Linked DNA regions of Gasterosteus aculeatus: region 1 is linked to region 2. A link is a contact called in public Hi-C data. All regions are on one chromosome and are shown on one strand. The core of a region is the stretch at or near the end of the contact, and the rest is flanking DNA. Distances in the headings are between cores, read along the strand shown. Region 1 overlaps mtcl2 (microtubule crosslinking factor 2). Region 2 holds the start of mtcl2 (microtubule crosslinking factor 2).

Region 1 (5,746 bases), core at 1,643-4,142, 36 kb after region 2:
TGTATTTCATTTGTGATCCTCAATTCACAACATGGCAGCAGACAAACAGGCTTTTATGCTCGAAGCGCCAACAGAAATGTTTTTTTCTTAATCCAGCTGTTATCAGCTGTGAAGAGCACGTGTGGGGTTAGAGTTTGTTTTCAGGCGTCCGTTTCTGACGCTATATTAACATTCTTGGATTGATTTTACGCCGTAAATAGCACTATTCTAGCGTAAAACATCACTTCCATCCATCGTTACCCCCCCCCCCCCCACACACACTCACACACACACGGCGTAGTTAAGCAACTCATTGTGCGATGTCTTCGTTCCAGTGTGTGTGTGGCGGTGATGATAGAGAGACGTGAGTGTGGTGCTCTTCAGGCTGAGATTGGCCCGTCGCCTGCACTTCAAATAAATCACTTTCCCCTCCACAAACCCACACACACACACACACACGTTTCTCCTAAAAGCAACCCACCAATGCGGTCGTTGGCTCTTGCAAAGATGTGCTTTGAAGGAGGGAAGAGAGTTTCAGTAACTCCACCGAAAAAAATTCTAAATCTAAATTAAAATGTAGTCATTTAAATATTTTTTTTTTAGCTCAGCTTTAAAGAAAAGGCAGATGTTTTTGGGAGAGACGGACCAGCTGTTTCCCTCGGCTTTCTGTCCTCGTGCTAAGCTAAGCTAGGCTGGTCCCCTCCGGGCCGGTCGACTGGTCCTCACCCGGCTGAGAGGCTGCTGTGTGTTTATTCTACTGGAGACGCAGAGTGCCCCAAAAGAAAATGCTACACGTCCCTGCTTGGAAAAAAGAAACGATTAAATGGTTTCCTCCCGCTCGCCGGGCGGCTCTTTGGGATTTCACGCCTTGTTGCCTCCGGTGAGTCCGTACGCCCGGAGCCAATCACATTCCTGTGCCGCTTCCTCTCTCCCTTTCTCAGAGGGACGTCCCATTTATTGTCGGTTAACCTGCGCGACGGGCGGCAACCTGACGGAGCCGTCGAAGCCATTTCCACTCGGAAACCACGTCGGCACTCGGGAGAAACTTTGCTCCGGTCTGTCGCACGGACGGCAGCATCTCAACCCGGCACAGTTTTTTGTGGCCTCTCGTCCGGCTAAATGTATTTGCATTTCTACACAGTTCTCTACGAATATTTGCGGTGTGCTTTCCAGCCTGTATTCAGTTTCAACGTTGTTCTCAGCGTACGTGGCCCACATGTTCTCCCTGATCGCAGCCTCATCCTCATCCAACCCCCCCAGTGACCGTCTCCTCCTCCTTCCCTCTCTGTCCACAGCGCTTTTCCTCCGTCAGGAAGAGGACGGGCCTGGCGGGCATTCATGTCTTTGGACATTCATCCACAGATCGCTGCCTTTGACGTCCTTTTTTTCCTCCCCCGTTGTTGTCCTTTCATCCGTCTCCCCCCACCGTCAGCTTGTCCCTTTCGTAGAATCAACAATGTGATGACCGTGAAATACGGTGAAACGTTACCGGACAAAACCTTTGCTAGGAAAGCAGAGGACACCGCTAGGAGCTGTTAAATATCAGATTACATGGCAGTCAACCTGTTACCTTATCTGCAGTGTAACTGAAGACCTGCAGGCTTGGAAACATGAGAGCCAGGCTCTGGTCACACTGTGTGTGTGTGTGTGCGTGTGTGTGTGTGTGTGTGTGTGTGTGTGTGTGTGTGTGTGTGTGTGTGTGTGTGTGTGTGTGTGTGTGTGTGTGTGCTTTAACATAACGAATATTGAACATTAATGATAATTGCTGTTGTAAAAAGGAGAAGTTGGGCCTTAACATCTGGACTTTAAACCGACGGCTCATGCGCTTCTTGTAACCGAAAGCAAGCGAGACGCACTTCAGCCTGACGATGATCCGTTTCGACAGCCTGACTCAGCAGGTCGTTGGTTTTGCAGCCATTTGGTATTTCCTGCCGCGCTGTGATGTCACGGTCAGTAGAGCGCTCTCTGGCAGGGCTGCTCTTATTATCACTGTCGTTCACCATCGACGATGTTGCCAAAACGTGTGCTGTGACATGCGTGTGCTTCTCACTATGAGGGTTTTTTACAGGGCTGATGAAAAGTAGAGGCTTGTTTTATTGGTTTATTTGTCTGATCTCTTGAATTATTTCAACGTTTACGAAACAATAACATAAAGCTTAGACACGTGTTTAAAAAAGCTTTCAAACTGCCCTTATATTCAAACACTTTCCCTTTAATAGTCATTTCTCCATAAAAGTGACTTCTAATACGCATTGGGATTTTGTTTCGCAATCTCTTTTTTTCCTCTCGCTAAATCGCCCTCGGATGAATTAGCATGAATTAATTGATGTCTTAATGCCCCCCTGCGCCCCCCCGCCTGCAAGTGAACACTGCTCAGCTGAGAGTTTGAACCAATAATCCCAACATCTGCTCAACATCCAGACTAAATCAGTGGTTCTGCCATCAGGCTCATTGAACATTTAGTTTTCGTGCGACCCGATAAACTGTTGCTAAGGTAGGAAAGGTGACACATATGGAGAGGAAAGGAGCTAGGAGAGAGGGAATGGCGGCAGAAAATGAAATGCAGAGCGTAAGACTGGAAATAAACATCAGACAAAGATGCTGATGCCGCACTGCAAACTCCACCTCAGAGGCATCAGAGGAATTAATGAGAAAAGTCCCGAGAGCTCCACGGTTTCCATATTTCAACAATTCACTTCAAACATAAAAAATAACCTTCAATTTACATTTGGGGTACATGAAAAGGACACATGATGACCTAATTATAGTAGTTATTTCTTATTTTCTTGTCCTTTCCTTTCTCACCTTTTCTGCCCTCCAGCTCTTTCTTTTGTTGTCGATGCTTGGTTGCAGTGAGAGTAGCTTGTTTCCATGGAAACGGATTGAGCCAGATGAGCTAAGCTCCTCGTACTGCAGCGTCTCTCCCCAGTGTGTGTGTGTGTGTGTGTGTGTGTGTGTGTGTGATTGCGTGATTGCTCTTGGATCTTGAGAGAAGGAAGCATGATGATTTATGAGAGTCTAATGCTCTGGGCCGACACTCGTGTGCGTGTGTGTGTGTGTGTGGGTGTGTGAGTTTGTAGCAATGCAGCCACATTTTTGGTTTGTGTCATCAGGGCTGAGATCACCTCTTAATTTTTATACCTTTCACGTCACCTTCTCCTCCTTTATTTCTCACTCTTCTTACATTTCTACCTCCACCTCACGGCTGTAATTCCACACTCTTATCATCCGTGTCGCCGTGGTGATCAAAATCGCTACGGGGTCACTGTGACATCTGGGGCTCAGCGTGAGAGAGAGAGGAACTTGTCATGTGATCTACACCGAATGTCAAAGTATACCTTTCACGAGCTTTAACCGGAGGTCATCTTGGCACACTGTGGAGATTCAGTCTTCAACGTCTGCAAAAATAACAACTATGTGCATTATTGTGTCATGCCTGTGCATCAGCTGGCAGTTGCTCTCTTCATATATGATGACGGTGAAATAAATGTTTTTGGGAAAACAAGGGGCGGTAGTTAGTGTATTTCAGCGTAATGTCTGCAAGAGGAGGAAATACAAAATTGATCTCGTGAAAATAATGAGTGTAAACGAGTGTATTTAGTGCACACTGTTCCTCTGCAGGCGCTCGCTCTGTGCCGCAGACAGTTGACAGTCCTCACTAACGCCACTCTGTATGTGTCTGTGTTTCAGAGCTCCCAGAGGAAAAGAGGAGCACGAGCCAACAACAAACCTGACAAGAAGCTCTGTCCACAGGTAACAAACACACACACACACACACACCCTTATGTTCCTCAAGATGGGCCAACAAATCGATAAGAGACACAAAGTGCTGTCAAAAGTTGACTACAATGCTTGTTTCAGCAGCTAAAGCTATAAGACACTTAAACCTGGAGGGGGGGGGGGGCGTCATTCTAAGTGTAAAAAATGGATAACAAATAGTTAACCACCATGTATCCACACATAACATTTGGTTTATTATACATACACAGTCACACACTGCAACTTCACCTATTACCACAACAACAGCCCTGTTTGGGCTGTTTGCAAATCTCCGTATCCAGGTAAGCAGATGACGATATCCTAAATACAAGAAATATATTTAAGTAAATATTATATTTTTGTTGAGTCAGCGTCGCTAGAGGCAGCTGCGTGCAGAAATGTTATTACATGTACTACAGCTGACCGTAACTGTGAGTTATTCCCTCCTACGCGTCTCAACGCCGAGCAGCACTTCCTTCAAACGGGGACGATCAGACTCATTTGGAAACACGCGTATTCACTGGTGCATGCGCAATCTAGCTGTGAATGATGAGCGGCGGCCGGAGGAGAAAGTCACGGGCGAGGGAGTCGCTGCATGCGCCGAGGACCGTTCGTCAATCGATCACAGGGCGCAGACCACCGTTCACTCTCGCATTACTGCGGGCAATCCAGAGTCACAATTAACCCGAGCGGCTGCTCACAAACTCCTCCACCCAGTAATTGCCGCAGGGCCTTCTTGCCGCCGGGCGACAGCGGTAGCCACCGCACCGCCGATTCTGTCATGTCCAGAGATCTGTCACGTTTGAGCCTTTTTTGAGTGCGTGTCCTCCTCGCGGCTCGTATCTGGGCTGCGCATGCGTCTCTCTCAGATGTGGTCTGCGACCTGTTTCCTCCGGGGATCTCGCTATCTGTCCAAACAAGCCGTGTGCCGCTCGGAGCAGATACATCAGCATTTTCTCCTCGTCACCCTTTTCTCTCTTTTCTCCCCCATCTTACCCTGCAGTTATTTGTCCTCACTGTATTCCTTGGAAAACCCACTTGTTGTTTTTGCTCGGGTTTAAGATCAGGCCTCGACGACGCACTACCTCCTCTTCATTCTGCCTCACTTCTCTACCAAAAAGATAATTTTTTCCTTGACAGCAGTTTCTGAGCTCCCCTTGCCTCCTTCATTTTTCCGAGGCCCTAAAATAATTCAACCACAGCTGAAAGGCTTGTTTTTCCAGGCATTCTGGGAGTTAGAAGTGTATGAGATCAGGTTTGACGGAGACACAGATTAAAAAGCCACAGGACTGACTTATCGCCACAGAAGGTGATTGCGGTGACGTAAATTCTTTCAGCAACATCTCCCCCCGTCTGCTAACCCGCGCCCGGGCTTCCTCTCCAAGCCACATACCATAAACGCTCGACCCGCTGGCGCTCGTCCTCGTTTAATGTGGTTGGAAATGCTCCACAGGCAGTAAAACAAATCCAGCCAGAGAGCTGCTTGTGAGGAGTGAGCGGCAGGAGGACACCTCAGGTCAGCAGTGCTTACAATGGAGATACACGCATCAATACATGGTAGTTTTTAGGTTGAGACCTTCGATGAACTCTGAAGCAAGTGGAACGGTTTAAAGCTGATTTATGGCCCCCGGGGGACAGAAAGACACGCTCGCTCTCCAACAGAAACACAGCCGTCCTGTAGCTGCTTTGCTCTGCTCCTTTTTTGTGTTCTTCCGTAATGCCTCACGAGGAGCAAACAGCAGCACGACTTTGTCCTAACAGACGTGTGCCCCTTCCGCGAAGCAGCAGTCCGGACGCGCTTAATGTCTCTCTCTGTCCCGTCTCCACAGGAGGACAGCTCGGACCTTAAATGTCAGCTCCACTTCGCCAAGGAGGAGACGGCCCTGATGTGCAAGAAGCTGACCAAACTGGTGAAGGACGGCGACGCCATGAAGGAGGAGCTGGCCAAGTTCAGGTCGCTGTACGGGGACGTCAACGCCTCGCTCACCGTGGAGGAGGTGAGTGGACG
Region 2 (5,815 bases), core at 2,249-4,748:
AATTACCTGGCTGAAGATAACTTGCCAGGATAGCAAGTTTCCATTACTGTCTTTTTTTGCACCTAAAAAAAGCAGACTGAACACGATGCATGCTAATACCCAGAATGGACGTCAATGAAAGGCCCACCAGGGTGATTTTTCACAGACAATCAGTAAAATAAGGTTAAATATGTTACCGAGTATTTGATCAGCATCGGGTCTCCTCCCTCCAGTCATCAAGGCCTAAACGACGGCAGATGGGGTGAGGCCTCCGTCACCTTGTGGATGTTTCAATGACTGACATCTGACGTCAGGCAAACAAGTAATGAAGCAAAATCATCCCTGATCCGACACAAAAAAGAATCCAAGAACTGTTTAGAAGATTAACACAGTGTGTCAGAGAAAGATCTAAGCTTCCGAGGGCTCTGATCACATGACATGTTGCCCAGTTTCAAGTTACATATTCTATTTCCTTAATAACCCCAAAAGAAAACTAAACAAAGTAACTGGGAAATTAAAACATTCGTCAAATATCCAATACGATCACAAATATTGCACACAACTATGAGAAGAATACAAATGAGACAAATAAAATACTAACATATATTTATTACATAAAACTGCTTTTTTTTTTTTTACCATTTGCCAGATTTGTATGAAAGATGCGGTCAAGGCAACTTCTGCTTGGGTGGCAGAAAAAGCTTTGGCCCCTGTAGTGGTAACTGTGGTCTGACATGTAACGCGAACCGTAAGAGAGATACGGAGGGGAAAAAATCAAGCTTTGGTTCCTGTTCCTGTGTTTTTAAACAAATACATTTTGGTACATCAGCTAATTATGAATTTGCTACACTACAGTAGATTGTGCTTCGTACAGGGTCGTCAGTGTGGATCTGGCTGTTTGTGTTGCACTTAGGTTTCTGCTTAATTAATGAATTATTTAACAGCACGTTACTACCCCCCCTTATACAATGAATGGCCTGTTCATTAATGATTCAAAGATCCAATCTACTATGCCAAAGTTCCGATGTTGAATTAGAACCTTGATAAAAGTGCGATTTGAGCATAGAATTAAAATGAACAAAGGGGAAACAAAAATAGCACGTATGACATTGACCTCTCGTGACAAATTAGTTCAGGCTTGCGCTGTATAAAGCAGGCCTATTGGCACCTAAATGTCCCATTACGTTTAGAACATGCAATGTAAAAAAGCACAGTGAGCCTTTTATTGGCTGTATTTATGGTGTGAATGAAGACGATCAGTCGTTCAGATGTAGTTCTACGGCTGCCACGGCAAGATCGTGGGTGATGAATGATTTAAAAGGCTGCTGCATAATAACGGTATCATATCATTATGGTGTCCTTCTATGGATGTAATATCCCTGCCGGCGGATTTAAAAATGCCAGAGAAGTAAGGAAATGTGAAAGTTGGGTGAGAAAAGATTTCTTCTTTTTTTAAATGTCTTTTTCTTCAATGAACAATTGAGTCCGACATGACATCCAAAGCTTCAGCGTGGATTGGATTCAGGATGGAGACAGTTCACTAATCATTGGTCTTAATTCAGTTTCTTTTCATACAGCTGGATTTGAATGCTGTTGATGATGTTGAATAGTTCCCTCTCTTCATACAGACCCTTGTCATCTCCAAAGTGGAAACAAACTGTGAGACCTGACAGCGATTGGCACCATAATTAATTTAATTTTTTATGAGCTCTGCAATCTTATCCCTTTTGTCACATATTATTTGAGCACATGTACAATATTGTCAGTATCAGAGACCTTCTATATTTTCAGGAAAATTGTGTGAGTGGCTCATAAATCATTCAGGCGCTTTGACTCTGCAAGCCACCAGAGCCTTTATCGACGGTTATGAGACTTTAATCTGATGACGGTCACAGTTCAATAAACAGCCACAACAGAGACAGGAGATCGAGAGCAGAGTAGAGAATAGAGTTCTTGTTGCGTTGACGTTGGGAGTTAAAAGGCTTTGGAAGAGTGTGTACATACGTGCAGTCAGGAAGCAGCACACACGTGGAGAGGAAACATGAATACGGTTGTTATTAGAGATTAAAGCATGTCTCGTTCCGCTTTTTAGCTTTAATAATAGAACGGGTCATCCACACAATGTCCCTGTCACTTGTAGGAAATACTGCAGAAACACACTTTTAACCGTGGAAGGTTTCTTCTTGCACCGTGTGGATGTACGTACCAGGACACGTGCTGTAAGAAGGTATGTATGTAGATAGATAGAAAGGTTCCTGCTCTGTAATGCTGTTATAGGGACTGCAACAGAGAATGTGTTGAGACTTTCTGTCTAATAAGGTAAATTAATCATGACATAAATAGCTGTATATAATCTTGTCAAAGATTAGTTTGGATATTCTATAAAAGCCAATTATCTGTATCTATATGGACATTGGGATTGAGTTTATATGTCAAAATCAGCAGCTGACTTGGGGGAAACTTTACAGCCAACGTTAACTGGTATCAGTCTGTTGGGTGGAACACATTAGGCCTCTATTCAATCGGATATTATGTGACATGATTAAATGTATGCCTTGATTTTATAAACCTTCTTCCTTAAATCTTTTCAGACATATTTTACTGACAGACCTTGTCATGGCGTCAGAGGAATCCCAACACTATAACTAGTGCGACAATGACCAATGCTGCTAATGTTTCTAGTATTACCACTTCCTGGAGCCATAAAGTGGTTTTGTTGTGTAACTTTGAGGCACAAAGGCATATAGGTAAGTGCCCGCTAATGAGAACAGGTGAGGATGGAAAAGCAAACAGTTTTTGAACGTGTCGTATGCCTGTAAACAAGGTGCGATGTAATGCAAGGGCATCGGCGTGGTAATTGAATGCTACGGAATACGGATTAAAAGGATTGAAAGACACGCAGCACACTGAACACGCGTCGGATCGTGTTCTCCCGTTTAAGACTTACATTGGAAATGTGTAATGGCCTCTAAACCACTAATACTGCTACTGGTACTACTGCTCATACTGGTACTTCGACTGCAACCTTTCCTGATGCTACAAATACTTTAATTTGACTGTTATTACGACTACTACTAATACAAACGCAATACTACTATTACTACAACTAATTCCACCAATATTTCAACAACTGTAGAAGACACATTTAGGCTAATATTTCATATTTATGTACTTTATTTGCGTCCATCCATTGTGGTTAACATTGTTTTAAGATAAGCAAACCAACAGACGTCGTCTGTGTCTTTGAGAATGACATTAAGGTAAAAAATCTCCTAAAATGAAAGGTCTTTAATTATTTTCCCGCTTTACATTTAAAATATCTATCCATGAATAATAAATATTGTTGGATCTATGCCGGTGAATCCAGCTTCATCGCTCAGAGCATCCATACTTTATTCTGTTTAGCATTATTACTGTCTTCTAATATCCTGCAGTGGCGGCGACAGAGAGCTGCAGAAGTCTCTCCCTCCCTCCCCCCCCCCCTCCCCCCCGTCCCTCTCTCTCCTCCAGGTCCGTTATCTGGGCGGAGAAACGCAGAGAGGGAGAAGCACATCCTCCCCTGTTCTGTTCGCCCCCCCCCCCCCCACAGTGTGAGCAGGGACCGGCTCGTTGGTGTCACCGGGACAGGCGCCCTGCAGAGAGGACGCGGCTCCATTACAACAAAGAGGAATACATTAATACATTTTTTTTGGGCCACACGCGCGGTGGGAAACGGGATTATTCGCGGCGTTTTCTGCAGCTTTCGGACGCCGCTTCCGGCTTCCCCGCCTCGCTGCTCCCGCGGTGCTCGGAGCGAGAATCGCCACCTTTTTGTTTATCGACCCTCCAACTTCTGCCTCGTCTTTCACCGGAACGGCGGAGGGTTTTTATTTTATTTTGTTTTGTTGTTTCAGTTCTTCTCGCGTCGGCACAAGCGGAATGAATGACAAAAACAAAGGAGGTTGATGTCCACAGCGCCCCGACTCAGGTCGTCTTCGCCTCGCCCAAGGAACGGAGACTCCATCTCCTCCGGCAGAAGATGGACAGCGGAGCCGGGACGGAGGAGGGCTCGGGCGGCGGGCAGCCGCGGCACGCGGAGCCCTCCGCGACGGTGAGCGGCCGTCCCCCGGGCGAGAAGAAGAAGAAGAAGATCAACCGGGCGCCGTCCCCGGCCAGACCGAAGGAGGCGCCCGGTTGGTCGCTCACCAAGATCCGCGGGGGGATCGGGACCCCGACGCTGAGCGTCAAACCGGGAGCCATCCACCTGGGCAGCCGCGTGTCCCGGCGCAGCCCCGTGGGGGGGCTCCCCGGGAAGGACGGCAAGGCGGAGAAGAGCGGCGGCGGGAAGCTGGCGGGCAAAGCCTCCCCGACGCCGTCTAAGACGGCCAAGGCGGCCAAGGGCACCGGCGGCCGGAGGAAGGCGTCGGACGCCAGCACCGGGTCCGACGACGCGTCCAAGGACTCCGGCTGCGCCACCGGGAAGCTGTCCCCCACCGACAGCAGCTCCGAGCTGTCGGACTGCGCCTCTGAGGAAAACAAGCTGTCCGCCGACGCGGCGAGCAGCGACGCCGAGTCCAGGAGCAGCCGGGGCGGCGGGCCGGACGGGGAGAGGCCGCTCAGGGACGGCGCGCTGGCGGACAGAGCTCGCCGCCACGCCGCCGCCACGAGCGCCCGTTCCTCCGCCGCGGAGAGGGACTGCAGGGACCGCCTGTCCCTGGGCGCGGAGACCGCGGAGGGCGGCGTGTCCCCCGGCGAGGAGCGCTCGGCCACCTCGTTTGACAGCAGGGTCCCTGCCAGCACGTCGCTGGCTTTCTCCGACCTCACGGAGGAGTTCATGGACGGCATGCACGAGGAGTTTGTCCGGGAAATAGAGGAGCTGAGATCGGAGAACGATTACCTGAAGGTAACCCCCCTTTATATCAGTGTCTGTGGAGGTGTAGATTAGTCAGTCCGTTACGTTATAACGGGTGGAAGTGTCTCACACCAAGATCCCCCGGCCTGTGACTCGGTAACGTGGTGTTTATTATTACACAGTTCACTCTGACTTGTTTCCCAGTGTGCAGAGATGCCTTTGGGTGCCATCCAAGGCTACTCACTGCCAGAAGGGTGGCGGTGTCATGAACAAAGCCTGCTCCATCAGGGAAAACATGCAGCCTCGCTTCACGCGGAGTGAAATTTAGGGGATTTCGTTTTCTTGCACAATGTTGGGAAAATGGGAAAGCACAGAAATTCGAGTGTTGTGTCAAACTGAACCCCCACCCCCCATCCGAAAAACAACAACAACCAGCCCATCGCATGATCATCATCAGGTCCTGGACTCTCATGTCGTCAGGTTTCGACCCTGGTGGCGTCACTCAGCTCCCACAAAGTAGAGTCGTGTTTTATACATGCATGCATACATTTATCAAGCTGCTCCATCCGGCCTTTAGAGGGATTGATTAGAGGAAGGATGAATTATATTAACTTGTTCCCAAGCACTAACCAGAGAAGCCAATAATTGTCACCGATTGGTTGTGGAGGTTGACTGATGACTTTCCTAAACCGGCGCCTCGTCAGCTTGTGTTGGAGGCTTGAGAACGTTGGTGGAGCTTCAGCCTGAAAAAGAGTTGCATTCATTAATCACGTGGGTTGTAAAATTCTGGTAATATTCAAAGTTCACGAATGAGCTGGAAGTATTTGGGTAATTTAACTGTGTTTGCCTTGTGATAAATGACAATGCAGCATTTTGTGTTGTCATTAGCAGATATGGATGCAAACATTGACAAAAAATGACATTTCTGACTCAAACCATGCGTGAGAAGAACTTTATTCCTTCATTGAATCACAAAAACATGACCTTTGAATGAAACAGTGTATT

The links. Hi-C and Micro-C count contacts between places; a contact is called where the count stands out from the background.
Region 1: a contact with region 2 is called in a Hi-C map of whole body, with 2.8 times the contacts expected there. The contact joins the enhancer-like site here to the promoter of mtcl2 in region 2. A contact is called at or near these places in 4 of 6 Hi-C or Micro-C datasets (skeletal muscle, tail fin and whole body).

Annotation. Positions count from the first base shown.
Region 1 is chr2:15,477,484-15,483,229 of fGasAcu3.hap1.1, forward strand. mtcl2 (microtubule crosslinking factor 2) reads left to right here. Exons shown (of 24, transcript XM_078086245.1): 5 at 3,670-3,732; 6 at 5,568-5,735. Among protein-coding and RNA genes, the nearest start is that of LOC144389403, 34 kb to the right of the region's middle. Within about 2 kb of position 2,893, at least 2 of the 9 cell types and tissues checked have open chromatin away from gene starts, as enhancers often do.
Region 2 is chr2:15,440,917-15,446,731 of fGasAcu3.hap1.1, forward strand. It overlaps mtcl2 (microtubule crosslinking factor 2), which reads left to right and starts at 3,499. Exons shown (of 24, transcript XM_078086245.1): 1 at 3,499-4,861. The coding sequence starts at 3,902.